Regions from separate parts of the Sus scrofa genome. Here region 1 is linked to region 2. Evidence: chromatin contacts called from public promoter capture Hi-C data. All regions are on one chromosome and are shown on one strand. Each heading gives the region's core, a stretch centred on a gene start, on an enhancer-like site or on the middle of the called end of the contact. The rest is flanking DNA. Distances are from core to core; before and after follow the strand shown.

The links. Promoter capture Hi-C pulls out the DNA fragments that hold promoters and counts their contacts.
Region 1: a promoter capture Hi-C map of liver shows a contact between it and region 2, with 4 times the contacts expected there. The contact joins the promoter of C12H17orf100 here to the enhancer-like site in region 2. A contact is called at or near these places in 4 of 5 promoter capture datasets (fetal liver, liver and skeletal muscle), 27 of 47 Hi-C or Micro-C datasets (adipose tissue, alveolar macrophages, brain and 15 more) and 2 of 2 datasets of contacts at active chromatin or transcription factors (alveolar macrophages and skeletal muscle).

Annotation. Positions count from the first base shown.
Region 1 is chr12:50,727,328-50,730,027 of Sscrofa11.1, reverse strand. It overlaps C12H17orf100, which reads left to right and starts at 1,260. Exons shown (of 10, transcript XM_021067715.1): 1 at 1,260-2,239. The coding sequence starts at 1,543. The coding sequence ends at 1,914. It overlaps MED31 (mediator of RNA polymerase II transcription subunit 31), which reads right to left and starts at 1,347. Exons shown (of 4, transcript XM_003358216.4): 1 at 1,044-1,347; 2 at 110-187. The coding sequence starts at 1,071.
Region 2 is chr12:50,631,658-50,634,357 of Sscrofa11.1, reverse strand. No RefSeq gene overlaps it. Among named protein-coding and RNA genes, the nearest start is that of XAF1, 27 kb to the left of the region's middle. Within about 2 kb of position 1,282, at least 10 of the 83 cell types and tissues checked have an H3K27ac peak or open chromatin away from gene starts, as enhancers often do. A contact at or near this core is called in fetal liver, fetal skeletal muscle and liver, where this site is marked.

The sequences.
Region 1 (2,700 bases), core at 11-2,510, 96 kb before region 2:
AACTGCAGTTGAACTGTGGATACCAAGGGCCAACAGTACTATGAATTGCAACTCTTCGGTCAGAAATCATCAATATTTACTCAATTCAACGGGGTACTGCTCAACTTACAATTAAGGTAATTTGGGTTGGCTAAACACTGCACAAATTCCAACTCCAATTGAAACCGAAGTCGATTCCCAGCATCATCTAGGAGAGAAGATATCAAAAATCATCCAAAATAAACGTCACTGAATACTGATTTGTAGAAAGAAAACATCAGTAATAAACCTAATGCTGAAATACACTTCTTCATAAAGAAGGGCATGTGATATTTTCCTAAACTGGGCGTGGGAGGAGAAAAACCTTTCTTAGAAGTCTAAGGAAAGCAAAGCCCTGATTAAAAGGAGTAAGACGTTTCTCTAAACTTAAAGACAAGTCATCAAAGAAAGCAAGAACACACAGGTCAGAATGTTTATGACCCGTGAGCTACCATGTAAGAAATTTAACAGTGATCACTGGGATAGATTAGGGTAACTGTGCCTTAATTTTAATAATGCATTACAAGTAGCTAGGTGATAAAGTTAGTAAACAAAAACAAAGTGAATGCTAAAGCCACCAAGAAAAAGTTCAGAATGCAAGCTGACAGAGGCTACGGCGAGTACACAAGATCAAGAAGCGTGTGCTTAGGTGAGAAGCGTCGTTGGTAGTATAATAACACAAATGTGTCGACGATGTTTTAACTTATGCAAGCTCGTTTGAGACGCAGAAAACAAACCGAAGATTGGTTTAAAATTGAAATTCTCTTTCTCGTTCTCGCCGGAAGCCAGTGGTGCCGGTGTCTGAAGAGCAATGAAAGAAAAAGTGTTGGCCAACAAATTAAACTCTGAAAAGGCCAAACTACCTTCACCCTTCCGACACTAGAAAAGTCCGCGGCCCTCCCGGTCCGAACTCACTCTGCCTGAAAGAAGTCAGGCCTGAAAGGAGAACGCGGGGGAGCAGGAGCGGGGGTTTGGGCCCAGGATAGTTCTACTTGCGAAGACGCGTGGCTCCGAGCGCGACTCACCTGTCTCCATAGCGACGGCGGCGGCCATCACGAGCAAAGACGCTAACCCACAAGCAGCCCAGCACAGCAAACGCCCGGAGCCGCGGGGGACGTGCCGGAAGCCGCCGCTCCCTCTTCCTGCCGCGGGGCAGTGTGGGACGCGAGGGCGGGATCAGCCTCGCGCGGGGGCGGGTGGCTCCGCCCATCCGCCCGCCCGCCCCGGCCCAGCCCAGCCCAGCCCCTCCTCCGCTCGCGGGAGCTCCTGACAGACGAGGGGGCGGTGCGCCCGCTGACCGAGCGCCTGAGGGGCCCGGCCCAGAGTTGCCAAGGAGTTTTCACGTCCCTCCCCACCCCTCAAGGAAACCTTGTCCCCAAGTCCCTGTGTCGTGGCACCCTCGTCTAGCGCTGTACCTGCGTCACACAGGCATGTGACGTCACTCGTCACCCTGTGACGTAACCCGTCGGGGAGCGTGAGGCGGTAAGGCCTCCCGAGGCCCGCTCGGTCCGTTACCCCCGTGGAATGGCCTCACCCCTTCGGGGAAAGCCCTCGCGGCCCCGGGCGGCGGCCGCCCGCTACGAGGAGACGTCGACGGTACGCGTAGAGACCTCGTCCCACCGCGTGGAGACATCCTCCCGCCAGGTGCAGACGTCCTCCCGGCGGGTGGAGACCACCCAGCACTGCAGCGAGGGGCCCTCCGTCTCCCCCTCTGGGAAACGGCTCCCTCGCGTCGTCGAGGTGTCCCAGCACGTGGAAACCTGGCAGCGCACGGAAACAGCCTCCCGCCGCGTCAGGGCCTCGTGCCTGCGGGTGGAGACGACTCTGCACCGCGTAGAGAGCCCGCCGCGGCAGGAGCAGCCGGCAGGCCGCCAGAATGTCCAAAAGGCCCCATGAGATGCTTCCTTCTCCAGGGCCACGACAGGGCCATGGCCCGTGGCCAGTGCAGATCTGCCTCCAGTTCGCAGCCGGCCTGCTGCCAGGTGGACCGATTCCCTTTGGTTTCCTGGAAACAGTCCACAATCCACAAATCAATGTAAGAAAGAGCCAAGCTGTGGTTTCAGGACTCAGCCAACATTCACTGACCCAGCTGCACCTTGGACTATCCTGCCTTTGACCCTGTGAACTGTTTTAACTTGAAACCAGCACAAAAAGTTCCGGGCCCCGGATACTGTATGAATTGAGTCGATGGACAAAGAGGCTCTTTGAACCTCTCAGACAGGTGAGTGTGGGGGTCCTTAAGCCCTGAATGACCTTTGCTGCTTCAAATTTAAGGACAGGGAGCAAGCAGAAATCATGACCAGTGGATTGATTATGTGCCCGCTGAAAACCTGGGGGGCAGGGATCAGACTTTCCTTAATTAGTTAATTCCTTAATTAGTTGGCCTATGTTTATATTTCAAAGCACGCAGTTCTTTTCTTTATGCTGAGCCCTTGTGCATGGTACCCCCCCCCGCCCCCCAGCCACACATGTTTTAACATAGGTCAAGTGCAGTTCAAAATGGAAAATGAAGGTCAACCATCAACAATCAAGAATAATTTTATGGGGGAAAAAACTGTAATTGCAATGTATACATGTAAGGATATCCTGACCCCCTTGCTGTACAGTGGGAAAATTAAAAAAAAAAAAAAAAAAAGAATAATTCTAGAAGGCAAACCTGACCTGTGATTTGAGGAGATGCAG
Region 2 (2,700 bases), core at 33-2,532:
TTTGTCTTTTTAGGACCGCACCTGCAGCATAGGGAGGTTCCCGGGCTAGGGGTCCAAATGGAGCTGTAGCTGCTGGCCTATACCACAGCCACAGCAACGCGGGATCCGAGCCGCCTCTGCAACCTACACCACAGCTTGCAGCAACGTTGGATCCTTAACCCACTGAGCAAGGCCAGGGATTGAACCTACAACCTCATGGTTCCTAGTCGGATTCGTTTCCACTGCGCCACAAGGGGAACTCCCCATAGGTAATATTTTTATCAACATTTTTTCGTTAAAAGTGTATTCATTTTACAGGTGTTCGAATCTCGAGCATGTCTGCTAATAGCAGACAGCTGGGTTCTCATCCGGGCCTCTGTGGGCTGTTGTAGCATCACGTGCCCTGGAGCCTCTGAAAAACCCCAGAGAGAAGGAGGGTAAAAAAAGTCACATAAGGTCTTGCTATTTATTAGTGGATCTCTCGAAAAAAGGTCTCAAGAACCCTCAAAGATTCCCCTGACCACCCAGAGAACGACCATACAGGCTTTCCTGTTCCGGAGGAATGGAAGCAGAATCAAGCCCAGGAGAGTCCTAGTGGGAAAGAGCATGCGAGGCTTCTGAAGCTGTGGACTGTTAACAGGTATTCACTTTTTCAATTACGCCTTTGGAGCGCCGTAGCCAGTGGAAGCACAGACCTGTGTCCTCTCTGGGTGACAGCTTATGCACGCCTGTTCTCCAGCTCAGGGCAAGAGTCTGGGGCCGGGGGAATGGGTGGGGGGCGGCTGCTGCCATACCGCTGGCCTGGCTGAGGGTCCGCGAAGAGCATGAGGGTCTTTGCAAAAGCACCCAGGACAACCTGGCTCGTCCTGGCTCATCCTGTCTCGTGTTTATGAGCAGGAAACGCGTTCTGACTCCCAGATGCCTCCTCTTAGCTGTCAGTGGAGCTGACGAAGCCCTGGCCACAAAGTTAGCTCTGAAAATTTCCGAGCCCAGGAGGAAAGTAGGGCTGTGATCAAACTGAGTTGTAGATTTGCTGTTACCCCAAGCAAACTGACAATGAAAGGGCAGTTTTCTGTTTTTGGAAAGATTCAGGGATGGACCTCCAACCCTCTGGTTGGAAGGGCCCTGGGGCCTGGGTTCCTGGTCCGCCATTTAGGCCGCTCATTTGTATGACCCTGAGTTCTTTGTCCTGGCCAGGCCTTCATTTCTGCTGTTTGTCAAATGAGAGAAGCTGGACCATGTATTGCTAAGTCCCTGAAACACAAATAGTGCTGGGATGGCGTGTGCGACACTGAACCTGGTGTGAATGGCCACATTCCTGGGCCCCAAAGCGCCTGGGCTTCTGAGTCAGGCTGCCCCGGTCTGAGGCCTGACCTGCCGCTCACTTGCTGTGTGACCTTGGGCAAGCATTTCCTGTCCCAGGAGTTAGCAGCTCTCCATGTACGTGGAAAAATAATACTTAATAGTGAGGAATTAATGACTTCACACATGTAAAAAAATACAGAAGCCTGTCCCTCCAGTGTTCAAGAGCTATTGGTTTTCATCTTGTTTAATAAATGAGGGAACAGACTCCAAAAAGAGGGATGGTCACTTGCCCAAGTCGTACAGCCTGTTAATGGCAGAACCAATGCAATAGTTTCCTGATAACTGACCCAGGACTTCCCCTCCCCACCCCCGAGACAATAAAATGGGAGGAATCCAGGTCACCTCCCTTTCCCCACCCAGGGTCTGCCAGACAGATAAACTGATCGCTGCGGGAGTATTTAGTACCTGCTAGGTACTAATTTACAGTTTCATTTAATCCTCACTGTAGCTCTCCGGAAGGTAGAAACTGTTATCCCTCTTTTAGAGATAAGGGAACGGGCTTAGCAAGAGGAACCTGCCCACGATCACACACTTAGGAAGCTCTGGAAGGAAGCCTCAAATCCAATCCATTGCCACAGCCATTCTCTTAATTACTACACGATGCCTCCCCCTGCAGGAAGATTTGGAGTCAATTATCCTGGGACTCCATTTAGCACAAGACTGTTGAGAAGAGAGGATCAATGAAAACATTTCCTTTACTCAGTGTAGCTGAGAAGTGCTGCTGTGTAAAACGGAACTCTCTTAAGAACCAGGTATTTTGAGTAAAATAGATGGATATGAATCCATCTTTATGATGTTTGTAGGATGGCAGATGTCATTATTTCAAAAAAACGAAAAACAAAAACCCCATCACCAACGGTAACTTGATGGGAACAATCTTTTCCAAACACAAAATATTCTTCTTCTTGGGAGAGATACTTGGCCCAAACAGCTATTCCAGAGAGAAGACCTACGGAAAATCTGATGTGCAGCTGGAAGCCACGGAATCTTAGTTCATTGCCAATATCACACAGGGAGAGAAAATTGCCTGCCTTTCCTGGGTTGTGGTTAGAAAATTAATCTGATTCCTATTGCTCTACATTTGTAAAAGTGCAGATTTTAAAAACTATGATGAAAGATAATATGAGAAAAAAAATGTATATATGTATGTGTGTGTGTGTGTGTGTGCGTGTGTCTGGGTCAGTGCTGTACAGCAGAAATTAACACAATATTGTAAATCAGCTATACTTTAATTTTAAAAAATAGAAGAAAAAAAACCCCACTATCTAGACACAGCTACACCCACCCAGAAAATCTCAAACGCTCAGGTGGTGTAAGCCCCTTGAGAGCATAAGACGTGTTTGTCCACTCTATATA